Linked DNA regions of Oncorhynchus mykiss: region 1 is linked to region 2. A link is a contact called in public Hi-C data. All regions are on one chromosome and are shown on one strand. Each heading gives the region's core, a stretch centred on a gene start, on an enhancer-like site or on the middle of the called end of the contact. The rest is flanking DNA. Distances are from core to core; before and after follow the strand shown.

The links. A called contact is a pair of places that touch in the nucleus more often than the background predicts.
Region 1: a contact with region 2 is called in a Hi-C map of liver, with 2.9 times the contacts expected there. The contact joins the promoter of LOC110521834 here to the enhancer-like site in region 2. A contact is called at or near these places in 2 of 3 Hi-C or Micro-C datasets (blood and liver).

Annotation. Positions count from the first base shown.
Region 1 is chr30:42,229,273-42,235,420 of USDA_OmykA_1.1, forward strand. LOC110521834 (serine/threonine-protein kinase Nek7) reads right to left here and starts at 1,590. Exons shown (of 9, transcript XM_036968925.1): 1 at 1,122-1,590.
Region 2 is chr30:42,122,129-42,129,300 of USDA_OmykA_1.1, forward strand. LOC110521834 (serine/threonine-protein kinase Nek7) reads right to left here. Exons shown (of 9, transcript XM_036968925.1): 4 at 6,315-6,377; 5 at 3,588-3,698; 6 at 1,605-1,713; 7 at 1,412-1,519. Among protein-coding and RNA genes, the nearest start is that of LOC110521834, 110 kb to the right of the region's middle. Within about 2 kb of position 2,238, at least 1 of the 11 cell types and tissues checked has an H3K27ac peak or open chromatin away from gene starts, as enhancers often do. A contact at or near this core is called in liver, where this site is marked.

The sequences.
Region 1 (6,148 bases), core at 340-2,839, 110 kb after region 2:
GGATTGAAATAGGAAAATAGTGTACCTATGAAAAAACTATGAAATAGCTCCTCAATACTACCTGATGAAACATTTAAATGTATTACATGAATGGTGACCACAGCCCTTCCGAAAACACATTTAAATTGTGTTTTAATTATTTTTTTCCCCACCCTGATCTATGTATTCCATTAAAAAAAATTGGCTCCCAATGCAGCTTTACTTCCAGGTAATTTTGTTGCATCTGGCAGTTCCTGGCCTGCTATTCCCCACAAGGCAGCTTATTTTCATTATTGCTAATTATCTGACCATTAATAGGCCATGGCTAGAAGCTTTTGTAATAATTTACTTTTCGTAGCAGGTTTAGGAGAACGTACGCAGCAGATAAGGAGAATACACATGGCAGGTTCGGGGAATTATGTTAAGGTTAGGAAAAGGGTTAGGATTAGCTACAATGCTAAAAACTTGTTTTGTAAATTTGACAAATGCTGGATCCCATCTAGACATGACAACGTTCAGAATCATAACAACGCACACTTTCCGGCCACATCATTTTCGTGGCGTTGTCAGACAACCCGTCTGTGAATTATAACTGTTCTGAAATAACCCCATATTTCCATTGTGACATCAGACAAGACACGAGAACTGAAACACAGGGCAGGCTGTCAAAAGTTTGGAAAAGCAAAAATATTGGCATACACTAAACTGACGACAAACGTTATATTACCTAGATAGCACATTAGCTATATCATTATACAACACCTGACAACCTAGCTAGCTAACTGTTGACAGTACATACCGTTATTAGTAACGTGCAAGATACACTATAAAACAGATGGATTGATAGCGAGTTAGTTAAAGTACGATGAAAAGTGAAGTCGCATTACTTTAATATTGTTTGCTTTAACTTTCCGTGGAATAATAAGAAATTACCCCGTAAATTCGCTTAGTTTGTTAACCAACTAACGTTAGTTAAATTTTACATTTGACAATGGTATGGACACTCGAACCTAGCTAACGTTAGCTGGCTAGCATATTCGATAAGTTTGTGAAAGTTAACCAACGTTAGTTTACATGTGGCAATGGTATGGACACTGGAACCTAGCTAACGTTAGCTAGCTAGCAAACTTCTGCATTCTTACCAGGAAGTGGGAGCTTCGCTACTGTTATTTTCGGGTGGCGATGGTGCTTACTTTTCCAATCCAAGGTCGTGCTGCAGTCGAGTTGCCGGGCCGCTCTTGCGTGGCACCTTTCCCTGTGCGCAAATACTTTTCAGAGACGACCTCTATCGTAAAAGTAGCTAGTTGACGAGGTATGTTCCAAAAGAGTCCGTCAGCCCCTTACCATTCCTGGCCTGTGGCAGTATTGTAAACAACCCAGGATTGATGGGGCGGGGTAAACGTCAGAGAATTGAGGGGAACTGTCAAATACCACTGGCGTGAAACGAAAGTAGCTATTTTTTTATTTTCAGTGATCTTTAAGGGCAGATTTACAGGTATCAGAAGTAGTAGCCTATAGAGTACCGCAATATAAATCACAATGCCCATAAAACCTAGCGGTCAAATACGGAAATGGTTCCAATTGTTTTTTCCCCCATTCATTTTTCCCATAGCGGATTTTAGAACGTCTTCAAATAACATCTGTGTTTCGAGTAGGCTTATCCTGAAGTGACGTTTAGATGTTTATCAATACATTTGTCTGCATTTACGTAATTGAATAGCCCACACGGTATCTTATTCTGCCCCTATACAACTTTGAATGTGTTGTTTGTTGGCAACCTTGTTATTTACAAAGTTTTTGGAACAGATTTCTGTTGGAATGTTCCACAAATTATACCCAGAAATTATATGTCTAGCTATTTAAATGCATGAGAAATTGGTTATAAAATTAGCTTTCCTTGGCTTTTATAAACCAACAGTCTAGCTTGCTAGTTAACTATCTAGCTAATGTTGCTGGTGAAGCTAGGTGTTTTTGATGTTTGTTTGTGCCTGTGGGTGAGGGGTGGGTACTTCAAGTATTACTTGTCGCTACCCTAGCTAGCTGAATTATTTTGGTCTGGCTTTTTGAAAGGTTAAAGAGATTTGCTGATTAGCATCTTCTCTTGAGTCAACAGTGTACAAACTTTACTGCAGGAAGTCATTGATCTGTTTTCTGTTACCCTCTGGACAGCAGATAATTGTTATAGCAAGTAGACAAGGTTATGTAACCTTATTTAGTCATACCTGCTATGGTTTTCAAGTGCCACTTTAGTAATGATGGTTTTGGGAAACAGCTCAGAGACTTAACGATGCTCATACGAAGGTTCCAACAATGAACTTAGCCTTAAAATGCTTTTGGGAAACTTGGCCTGTGTCGTACAGTCTTTCATATGTGTTGTAGTTTGTTGCATCTTATTGCTTAGTTTATCATTTGTGTCAACTTTGAATTCAATCTAAGCCACAGATTAAGGTCCTCTATTTTGTACTTGACCTTTAATAGACACAAGCCTGAAGATATTCAAGCAGCACTTTGAGAGCAAGCAGCCCAAATATTGAATGTTCCCAGAACTGGTTGATGTGCAGGCCAAAGTGACCGCACACACTCAAATGGACCTACAGCTGGGGTTAATATTCTGTCACCATTCACACATACAGTGAGGCAAAAAAGTATTTAGTCAGCCACCAATTGTGCAAGTTCTCCTACTTAAAAAGATGAGAGAGGCCTGTAATTTTCATCGTAGGTACACTTCAACTATGACAGACAAAATGAGAAAAAAATCCAGAAAATCACATTGTAGGATTTTTAAAGAATTTATTTGAAAATTATGGTGGAAAATAAGTATTTGGTCACCTACAAACAAGCAAGATTTCTGGCTCTCACAGACCTGTAACTTCTTCTTTAAGAGATTCCTCTGTCCTAAAAATTAAGATCAATTTGCATTTGCAACTGTTCTCAGTACTTTACATTTTATATATAATCAATTTACATATGTACATTTATTGTTCAGAAAAACCTTAAAGCCACACTGTCATTTGAGTTCATTGGATGACAAAAGTTTTGTGACAGAAGTGAACTCAATATACGCTCATAGGCTAGACTGTATTTCCTTATTTTCACTGACTGGGTATGTGACATGTTGTGGAATAGGAACATCATTGTGAGATTCTTTCACATAGTACCTTAGTACAAGTATCAGAGTTGCATGTTCAAACTCTGACATACGTCTTATAACTTCAAACCATCTTTTTTTCTTTGACCTAAGAAGTTTTCAAAAGGTAACCCTGAGATAATATTCAGTCATTGCTTAGATGTATAAGGCCATTCAAATTATTCACCAAATTCTCTTTACCATCAAACTGGCCAAAATGCTCTACTAAAGACACTATTAAAGTTAGGCATATTGGCAATGCTTGAATTGGCTTGCCAATTGTCACGAATAGCTAGGAGTGGTGGGTGTGGAGTCAGGCGCAGAGAGCAATGCTTCCAATGCCTACGTTTATTAAGCTGGGTCTAGCCAACAAACAGGCAAAATGACCAATAATCAGGTATGTCACCAAAACCAGGGAAAATAACAGACAGAAAAATACGTATAAGCAAAACAATTTCACCACTGACAGTGAGAATAAGCCCGCACAAAAGCAGGCGGGCCCTGGAAGTTTAGATAGGCCATAATTAACAACAAATAAGTAACAGGTGAAAACAATCAAGACAAAACTAACAGAAAATAAAAAGGAATCGGTGGCAGCTAGTAGACCGGTGACGCCGAGGAGCCACCTTCGGTGGAAGTCGTGACACCAATATAGTTCTTCTAAGAGAATGTTACAATTATATTTCAAAATTGCAGCTTCCAATGACCCCACAGCAAAGTTGATACTAAAAAAAAAATGTAACTAGGCAAGTCAGTTAAGAACAAATTCTCATTTACAATGACCAGCAACAGTGTGTGAAAACCTTGTGAAGACTTACAGAAAACGTTTGACCTCTGTCATTGCCAACAAAGGGTATATAACAAAGTATTGAGATAAACGGTTGTTATTGACCAAATACTTATTTTCCACCATAATTTGCAAATAAATTCATTTTTTTTCTAATTTTGTCTGTCATAGTTTAAATGTACCTATGATGAAAATTACAGGCCTCTCTCATCTTTTTAAGAGGGAGAACTTGCACAATTGGTGGCTGACTAAATACTTTTTTGCCCCACTGTATAATAATTGTGATTATTATATTTTTTTAAGTATTTTTAATAAATGTATGTTTACGTACCTTTAAAACTATATATTTTTTTGTCATTTTAAATCAGAACAACATCCATTTAAGAAAAAAGGTCAGGGGGGACCTTTATTTTGAAAAGTAACCGTATAATCACATGACCTTAATGTCACCAGTTTCACATTGCTGCCCTTCGGACCTCGTGGAAGACACAGGTCTTCCTATAACTGTCACGTTCTGACCTTAGTTCCTTTGTGATGTCTTTGTTTTAGTATGGTCAGGGCGTGAGTCGGGTGGGCAGTCTATGTCCTTTTTTCTATGATTTGGTATTTCTGTGTTTGGCCTGGTATGGTTCTCAGTCAGAGGCAGCTGTCAATCGTTGTCCCTGATTGAGAACCATACTTAGGCAGCCTGTTTTCACCCTTGAGTTGTGGGTGATTATACTTTCTGTTTAGTGTGGTTTGCACCTGACAGAGCTGTTTCGGTTGTGCGTTTGTTTGATGTTGTTCAGTTTAAATAAATAACATGAACAAGTACCACGCTGCGCTTTGGTCCTCACCTTCTTCCACCGACGACCGTTACCGCCAAAGAACCAAGCAGAGTGGTATCGGGCAGCAGCAGAAATCTCGGAACTCCTGGACATGGGAGGAGATTCTGGACGGCAAGGGACCCTGGACACAGGCTGGGGAACACCGCCGCCCCAAGACAGAGCTGGAGGCAGCGAAAGCTGAGCGGCGGTGGTATGAGGAGGCAGCCCGGCAGGGACGAGAGGCAGCCCCAAAACTTTATTGGGAGGGGGCACAAGTGTGTGGCTAAGTCGGAGACCTGAGCCAACTCCCCGTGCTTACCGTGGAGAGAGGTGGACCGGGCAGGCACCGTGTTATGCTGTGAGGTGTCCCCGGTGCGCAGGCATAGCCCGGTGCATTACATCGCAGCGCCTCGTATCGGCCGGGCTAGAGTGGGCATCGAGCCAGGTGCTATGAAGCCGGCTCAGCGCATCTGGTCTCCAGTGCGTCTCCTCGGGCTGGGGTCCTCGGGCTGGGGTTCCCGGTTTGCCCGCACAGCCCAGTGCGGTCTATTCCACCTCGCCGCATTGGCCTGGCTACGGGGAGTATCCAGCCAGGTAGGGTTGTGCAGGCTCGGTGCTCGAGACCTCCAGTGCGCCTCCACGGTCCGGTCTCCAGGCCTCCGGTAGCACAGGCTGTCTCTCCGTCTCTGTCCAGCGCTGCCAGAGTCTCCCGCCTGTCCGGAATCTCCCGTCCATTTGGGACCTGTTGCTAGGGTCCCCAGTCCGAGACGCCACAGAGACGGGTTAAGAGGCGGAGAAAGACTATGGTGGAGTGGGGTCCACGTCCCGCGCCAGAGCCGCCACCGTGGACAGACACCCACCCAGACCCTCCCCTATAGGTTCAGGTTTTGCGGCCGGAGTCTGCACCTTTGGGGGGGTACTGTCACGGACTGACCTTAGTTCCTTTATGTCTTTGTTTTAGGTTGGTCAGGGCATGAGTTGGGGTGTGTTGTCTATGTTCGTTTTTCTATGTTGTGTTTTGCGTTTGGCCTGGTATGGTTCTCAATCAGAGGCAGGTGTTGTTAGTTGATTGAGAATCATACTTAGCCTTTTCCCACCTGTGTTTCGTGGGTTATTGTTTCCTGTTTTGTGTATTCACCGTACAGGACTGTTTCGTTTCGTTCTCGTTATTTTGTTTTTGTGGTCCTCCTCTTCTTCCACCACAGACGAGTGTTACATTAACCTCTATATTATTCTAATGTTTACCAATTACCGTACTCTGATCATTACAGAAAGAAAAGGTTGAGCTGCCCCCTCCATCCCATACCTGGACACAGACATATGCACAAACACACATATAGGTCTACAGGTTCTCTCTCTCTCTTTGTCACAAAACCATGCAATAGGCCTACATAATAATTGGAAACAATTATGACCTTAAACTACACACAACCATTAGGAACACCTTCC
Region 2 (7,172 bases), core at 988-3,487:
AAGAAGCAGTCTACTCACAGACCACCTGAAGAGGGCGCTGTGGTTTTTGTTTTCCAAATTAAATGAACACTGTCAGTGTGGGTCTTAAAGTTTACAATTGTGTAATGACTTTCTCTCTTAATTAAAATGGTAAATTTCATTACATGTTTATTTGAGAAAATCCTGTCCTGGGAAAGTTTTTGAGAGTGTGAGAATATGTTAACTGAGCATTTTTGAGAAGAGTGGCACAATCCCCACAACAACACATCACATGCCAGTCGGCCACTGTTTTACAGCAGTCAGAGCTGTGGATTGGCAGTATTTAAAGTATTTAAGTAAAAAAAACTTTAATGTACTACTTAAGTAGTTTTTTTGTGGAATCTTTACTTTACTATTTATATTTTTGACAACGTTTACTCCACTACATTCGTAAAGAAAATAATGTACTTTTTAATCCATACATTTTCCTTGACACCCAAAAGTACTCGTTACATTTTGAATGCTGAACTGGAGAGGAAAATTCTCCAATTCCCCCACTTATCAAGAGAACATCCCTGCTCATCCCTACTGCCTCTGATTTGGCGGACTCACTCACAAATGCTTCATTTGTAAATTATGTCTGAGTGTTGGAGTGTGCCCCTGACTATCCGTAAATTAAAAAAAACAAGAAAATAGTGCCGTCTGGTTTGCCATATATAAGGAATTTGAAAGTATTTATACTTTTACTTCTGATACTTAAGTATATTTAAAATCAAATACTTTAAAACTTTTACTCAAGTAGCATTTTACTGGGTGATTTTCACTTTTACTTTACTCATTTTCTGTTTAGGCATCTTTACTTTTACTCAAGTATGACAATTGGGTACTTTTTTCATCACTATGTATCCGGCAGCAGAGGCGAAGTGTGTTTCAGACAGGTTCCGCCCAGACAACAGTTCAGAAGTCAGAGGTCAAGGCAACAGGAAGTGACAAACTGGCAAATGAAGAGGTGACAGCCCCTAAGCTGCAATAAGAAGACCTAACCCCCCAGCTTTATAACACACAAATGGTTCTGGGCTGCACCAGCTAATGAAACACATCCCCCCCTTACTGTGTGGGTGTGTGCATGTTTGGTTTTACTATCATTGTGGGGACCATAAGTCCTCACAAGGATAGTAAATCCATGAAAATTGGACTAGTTGGCTTAATTTTGCTGGTCCCCACGAGGAAAAAGGCTATTTTAGGCTTAGAGGTTAGGTTTAGGGTTAGCGTTACAATTAGGTATAGGGGTTAGGTTTATGGTTAGAAGTTACGGTTTGGGTTAAGGTTAGGTTTAGGAGTTAGGAATGAAGAAAAATTGGATTTTGAATGGGAATCAATTGTTTGGTCCTCACAAGGATAGTCAAACAAAAGTGTTTGTTTGTGTGTGTGTGTGTGTGTGTGTGTGTCTTACCTAAAGAATGGGCAGCGGTGGTTTTAGAGCTGAAGAATCGTCCTAGTCCCAGATCTCCCAGCTTCACCACTCCTGTGGCTGTTATGAACACATTAGCTGGCTTTATATCTGTAGAGAGGACAGGGTACATAGTTCAAGTTGAAGTTAAAAGTGTACGCATGTGTGCGTGCGTGTGTGTGTGTGTGTGTAGTACCTCTGTGCATGACCCGTCGGGAGTGCATGTGTTCCAGCGCACTGCACAGCTGGACAAAGTACTTCCACACTGTCCTCTCTGGAATTAACCTCCGCTGCTTCTTGAAGTGCTGCATAGATACACACAGCACAACAATGTCAGACAACATACACAAGCTTAACATACACAACTTACTAGCTAAGCCCCTCGAGTCCCTCTGTATGTATTTGACTCCATCGTTAATATGATGCAGACCTCTCTCTTTTTGCCTCTCTCGCTACCCTCTCCCTGACCTCTCTCTTTCCCCTCGCTCTGCTTCTCTCTGTCCCTTTTTCCTTCTACCCCCCCCCCCCCCACCCCCCCTCCCTCCTCTCGCTCACTCTTTCTTTCTCATACCGAGCCCTTTCTCATTTTCATTATGCTGCGATGGAAAGCACATTAGTTCTCAGAACCAGAGAAAAGGCATTTTGGGGTTATGTTCAAAACGCTCACATCTGGTATATAGCTCCTACATATATATGTAAACCAGTCACACACAAACTACACAACACACAATTCCCACAACCCTAACCCCCTCTCCCTAACCCCCTCACCCTCCCAGCAGCTCCTAGCGGTCGATTATGACTTCATTCTGTTTCAGAGGTCACAGAAACAGTCACCGTGCGACAGGATTACCGGAAATCAATGGTACGAGTGATGGGACAAAGTTTATGCAAACTATCAGCTAGGGCGGCGTAATAGCCAATCGGGTGAGAAATGGACTGGCGAGCTAGCTTTGTTGCTGTGCTGGATGGGATACTGATTGGCAAAAACTAGCAAAAATGGAGCGCAGAGAGAGAGTGACGGAACGGAAAAGATAGCGAGAAACAGAGAGAGGAAATGGGAACAATAGTTGAGAAAGAGAGAGTGAACAGGAATGATAGCAAGAAAGTGTGTGCGCACGTGCATCTGTCAGTGTGTGTATGTGTGTGTGTGCGCTTGCGTCTGTCCCAGCGTGCGTCCCATGTGTGTGCGCTTGCGTAGGTGCACGTGTGTGAAATAGAGAGACCTTGGCCCACATCCAAACAAAGGCAGCATGGTGGGCCATTCTTCCCCTTGCCCCACATTAGCATATCAGAGAAGTGTTTGATGTCAATGGGGAAGCAGAAGAAAGCCTTCCATTCCTTCCACTGCAAAAACTGCACATGCAATATTCTGTAAGTGCATGCAAATCAAGTACCATTTGATTTTATTAGAATCCTGAGATGGTCAGGGCAAGTGCCAGGAAGAGGAAGGGAGAGAAGGGGGGGGGGCACCACAGTGTAAGAATGGTGTATTTACTTCATATTGCAGCAGGGCAGTGAAGGGGGAGCGAAGAGGTTCGTAGTCATGATACCAACCTCTAGACTGGCACAGTTTAATTAGGAAAACAAATGATTTGAAGAGAGGGCAGGAGCGAAGGAAGACCTGTGTGTGTAGGTCCGTGTGTGTCAGCACGTGTCTGTGCCCGGGTGTGTGTAGTGTGCCATGTGGTATCTCTCACAGGCAGTGCTAATCGTGCTGTCCTAATTTGCAGTGTGAGACAGCATTGGATGGTTGGACATTGAGAGCTGCAGTAGATGAGTGCTAGGGGCTTGTTGAGATGCTCATACACCCTGGCTAGGCATCATTTATACATGGAGAGGCTGCTCTGCCCAGGGTTTTACATACATACATACATACATACATAACATACCACTAATTTTACACTGGCATGAGTGAAGAATGTGAATACTATGGTTCTGGTGGAGAGTTGTCCTGTATGAGAGATTACAGCAGGCAAACACATTTGACATAAGAGTTAAGCAAAAGTAGATCACTATGGCGGCCTACTGTTTATGATCACCGTAGTGGACCATCACTATAGTGGATCGCCAGTAGATCAGCACCAGAGATCACCACTTCAGCGGGTCAACAGGGTAGTAGATCACCAGGGTGGATTCCAGTGAGGAAGGTTGACCTGTGTGGGAGCATCAAATATCTTACCTTGATCATCCGGGAGAGGTCACCAGCATCGGCCAGCTCCAACACAATGTTCAGCTCATTCTCCTCAATAAATGATGCATGGTACTTGATCACGTTTGGGTGGTTCAGTTGCTGTACGAGAGAGAGAGAAACAGAGAAAGAGAGATGATGAGAGAGGGAAAGAGAGAGAGGGGGAAAAATAGAGATATAGCGAGAGAGAGCGCGAGAGAGAATAGATGAGGGAACAATGACTGTTTAACTGGCTCCCAGGGTTTGTAAAGCTTTGTGAAATCAACACATATTTTGTCCCAAGTCTCCAACCAATGACCCCTTCTTACACAGATATAATATACCACACAATGTGACAACGAGTATGTTAAAGTGTTGAAATCCTTTCAAATAACCATTATCAGGTGCTCCTATGATGTGTAATGTTGTCGGTCATTTGGCTGGCCACGCCGGTGTAGAAACCGCGTAGTTGAATGAGAAGGCTATGGCTTTGTCCTGTGTGTGTGACAGAGCAGTGTGACATGTCGACAACAACCATTGTCTGATTACAACAGGCTGCTGTTCCACACAGCTCTCAACACGCCGCTGGCAGAGAAATAAATAGATCTAGAAAACCCTCTCATTTTCTCAACCGATTATTTCCTGTTGATCGGTCAATAAGTGACTAACCACATCAGGTGCAGTCAGACAGAGAGAGGGGAGGGAGAGAGTGAGAGAGAGCTACAGTAGACGTGTTGTGTGTCAGGGGTTGTGATGTGAGCAGCGATAGCGGGGCCCAGGCATGCGGTATGACACTGCTCCGACGTGATTAAAGAAATGTTCACTCTGTGGACTGATCCACAGGAGAAGCAACGTATACATACTGTACACACACACACATACAAACAAACACTGCAGCAGACATATTTTTGGATCAGGGTTGCAGCTCTGTGATGCGTCATTTCAGAGCAAGAGAAACATCCATGTGCCCCCCCCCCATCCCATCTCTCTTCTTCCCCTACTCACGCTGACCCGTGAAGACCCTGGCCATGCTAAGAGATATGACTGTAGATGCTGGCTCCCCAGCTCCAGGCCTGGACAGCTACAGGGTGTGTGTGCAGGCAGGGCCAGGCTTCTGTCCAGTTAGTTCAGGTTAAATGAGGTTAATGTGAGCAGGCTTCAGGACTGCCTGTGAAACAGACTGGAGTAATTGAATCTGAGCCGGACACTGGGACTGGGCTGGGGGTGTACTGCATCCCATCTCACAGAACTCACGTAAGGTTAGGATGGACATAAACTATAACACAAAGGCTGAGAGATGGACAGAGAAATGTGAGAGTGAGCGAGTAACATTGTGCTCCGGCATAATGTATCAATACGTCATGCCAATGAAGCAAATTTATATACATCAATGTATATACAGTATATGCTTTTTAGCAGACGCCTTTATCCAAAGCGACTTACAGTCATGCGTGCATATATTTTACGTATGGGTGGCCCCGGGAATCAAACCCATAACCCTGGCAGTACAGGCACCATGCTCTACCAACTGAGCCATACAGGACAACAGGATCATCTAGCCTACACTTTACAAAGCATATGAACAGATAGAGAGACAGACAGACAGAGGACCGTGAGCATGCATGCCAGCATGTGTGTGTGTGTGTCAGGCCCATGGCAGTGTGCATCTCATTACTCTGATTTGGCTGTGTGTCGTGTTGTCCTGTCTACTGGGGTAGAAGGATGGATAGATGGAAGGAAGGCTGGATTCCCCTGTTCACAATCTGGCCTTGTTAGCCCTGCCCAGTACACACACACACACACACACACACACACACACACACACACACACACACACACAGTTGGAATTAACCACCACAACCATTAGCACTCACACAGAAGAGACAGAGCAGAGAAAGCACACACACACTCAAGGAGGAGGGATAAAGAGAGGGGTGAGGGAGAGAGAGGGGGAGGGACGGAGTGACATATCTTGTGCATCAGCCTCCTGAGCCCTAGAATGGAGGAGAGAGGAGGAAATGGAGGGAGGGAAAAAGAGGGGGCATGTGGCTAAGCCTGGCATAACACCAGTCTCCTCTGTGGTTGGCTAATGCAGACCTCATCAAATCAAAATCAAATCAAATTTTATTGGTCACATACACATGTTTAGCAGATGTTATTGCGGGTGTAGCAAAATGCTTGGTGTGTATGGAGGTGTGCATGGAGGTGTGCAAGGTGTGTATGGAAGAGAGAGTAACGTGTTATGAACAGAGTTAGCAACAACCTGGAGAACACACACACCTCTGATCACAGAGACAGAGGGAGTTATTCAACCTGTCATTAATTTGTTCGTTAGCTTTTGAGACCAGAGACAAGCAAAGCATGTTTAAGGTAGTTTGATCAATGAAAACACTTCATTTAAAGAAGAAAGACAAAAGACAAAAAGATGAGGGGCGTGGGGTGGGGCGTGGGAGGGGGGGGGGACAAAACATCAAAAGACACACAAGGGAGTCTGCTAAATTTCCATGGCGATCCACTATTGCCCCCCTTCTAAACAATACTGAGAGAAAAAAAAAAGAAATGTTTTGGGCATTAAAAAAAAAAAAGAGTCAATGTAAGCCTGGAGGAGTCTCTCACACACACACACACACACACAAAAGAGGGAGGCACACACACAGCACAGAAAAAGACACACAAACACACTCGCATGCAGGCGTCTGGTACAGATCAATTGTTTTCTCGCTCGCTCTGGTTCTTTACCTTTAGGAGATCTATTTCTTTGATGCAATCTTGCCGAGCTTTGGCATCCATCAAGTCGAATATCTATCAAGAGATCAAAAGGAGAGATTGTTGCAGCATGTTCAAGGAAAGGAGAAAGAGAGAGAAGGAAAAAACACTAATAGAATGACAACAAAACATCATGGCTGCTGATGCTATATGTAATGACACACACACACACACACCTCTCAGCAGCAGTCAGTGATGCTCTCAGCCACAATAATAACGCATCACCCCATTTCTTCATTCATAAACATTTCAACTATCCTATGAGAGTACAATTACCATAATGCTAATTAGACCTATAGCTACAGTACACTACCTTTCACAACTGTGGCTGTTGAACAAGTTGAGGAGACTGAAGGACTTGGTGTTTCCTTAGATTGTAAACGGTCCCGGTCAAAACATATCGATTTAATGGTCTGTCTGTAATAAAGACATGCTCTGCTTTTTGACACCACACTCCACAAAGCGGGGCGGCAGGTAGCCTAGTGGTTAGAGTGTTGGACTAGCAACCGAAAGGTTGCAAGATCGAAATCCCGAGCTGACAAGGTAAAAAATCATGTTCTGCCCCTTAACAAGGCAGTTAACCCGCTGTTCCTAGGCTGTCATTGAAAATAAGAGTTTGTTGTTAACTGACTTGCCTAGTTAAATAAAAAAAATAAAAAAATTAAAAGCAAGTCCTTGTCTTGATTCTTTTTCAGTCATATGGTCAAATGTTGCAAAGAAAGACCTAGTCAAGCTGCAGCTGGCCCAGAACAGAGCGGCACGTTTTGCTCTTCCTTGTAATCAGAGGGCTATTATTAATACTACGTGTGCAGTCTCTTTTGGCGAAGAGTT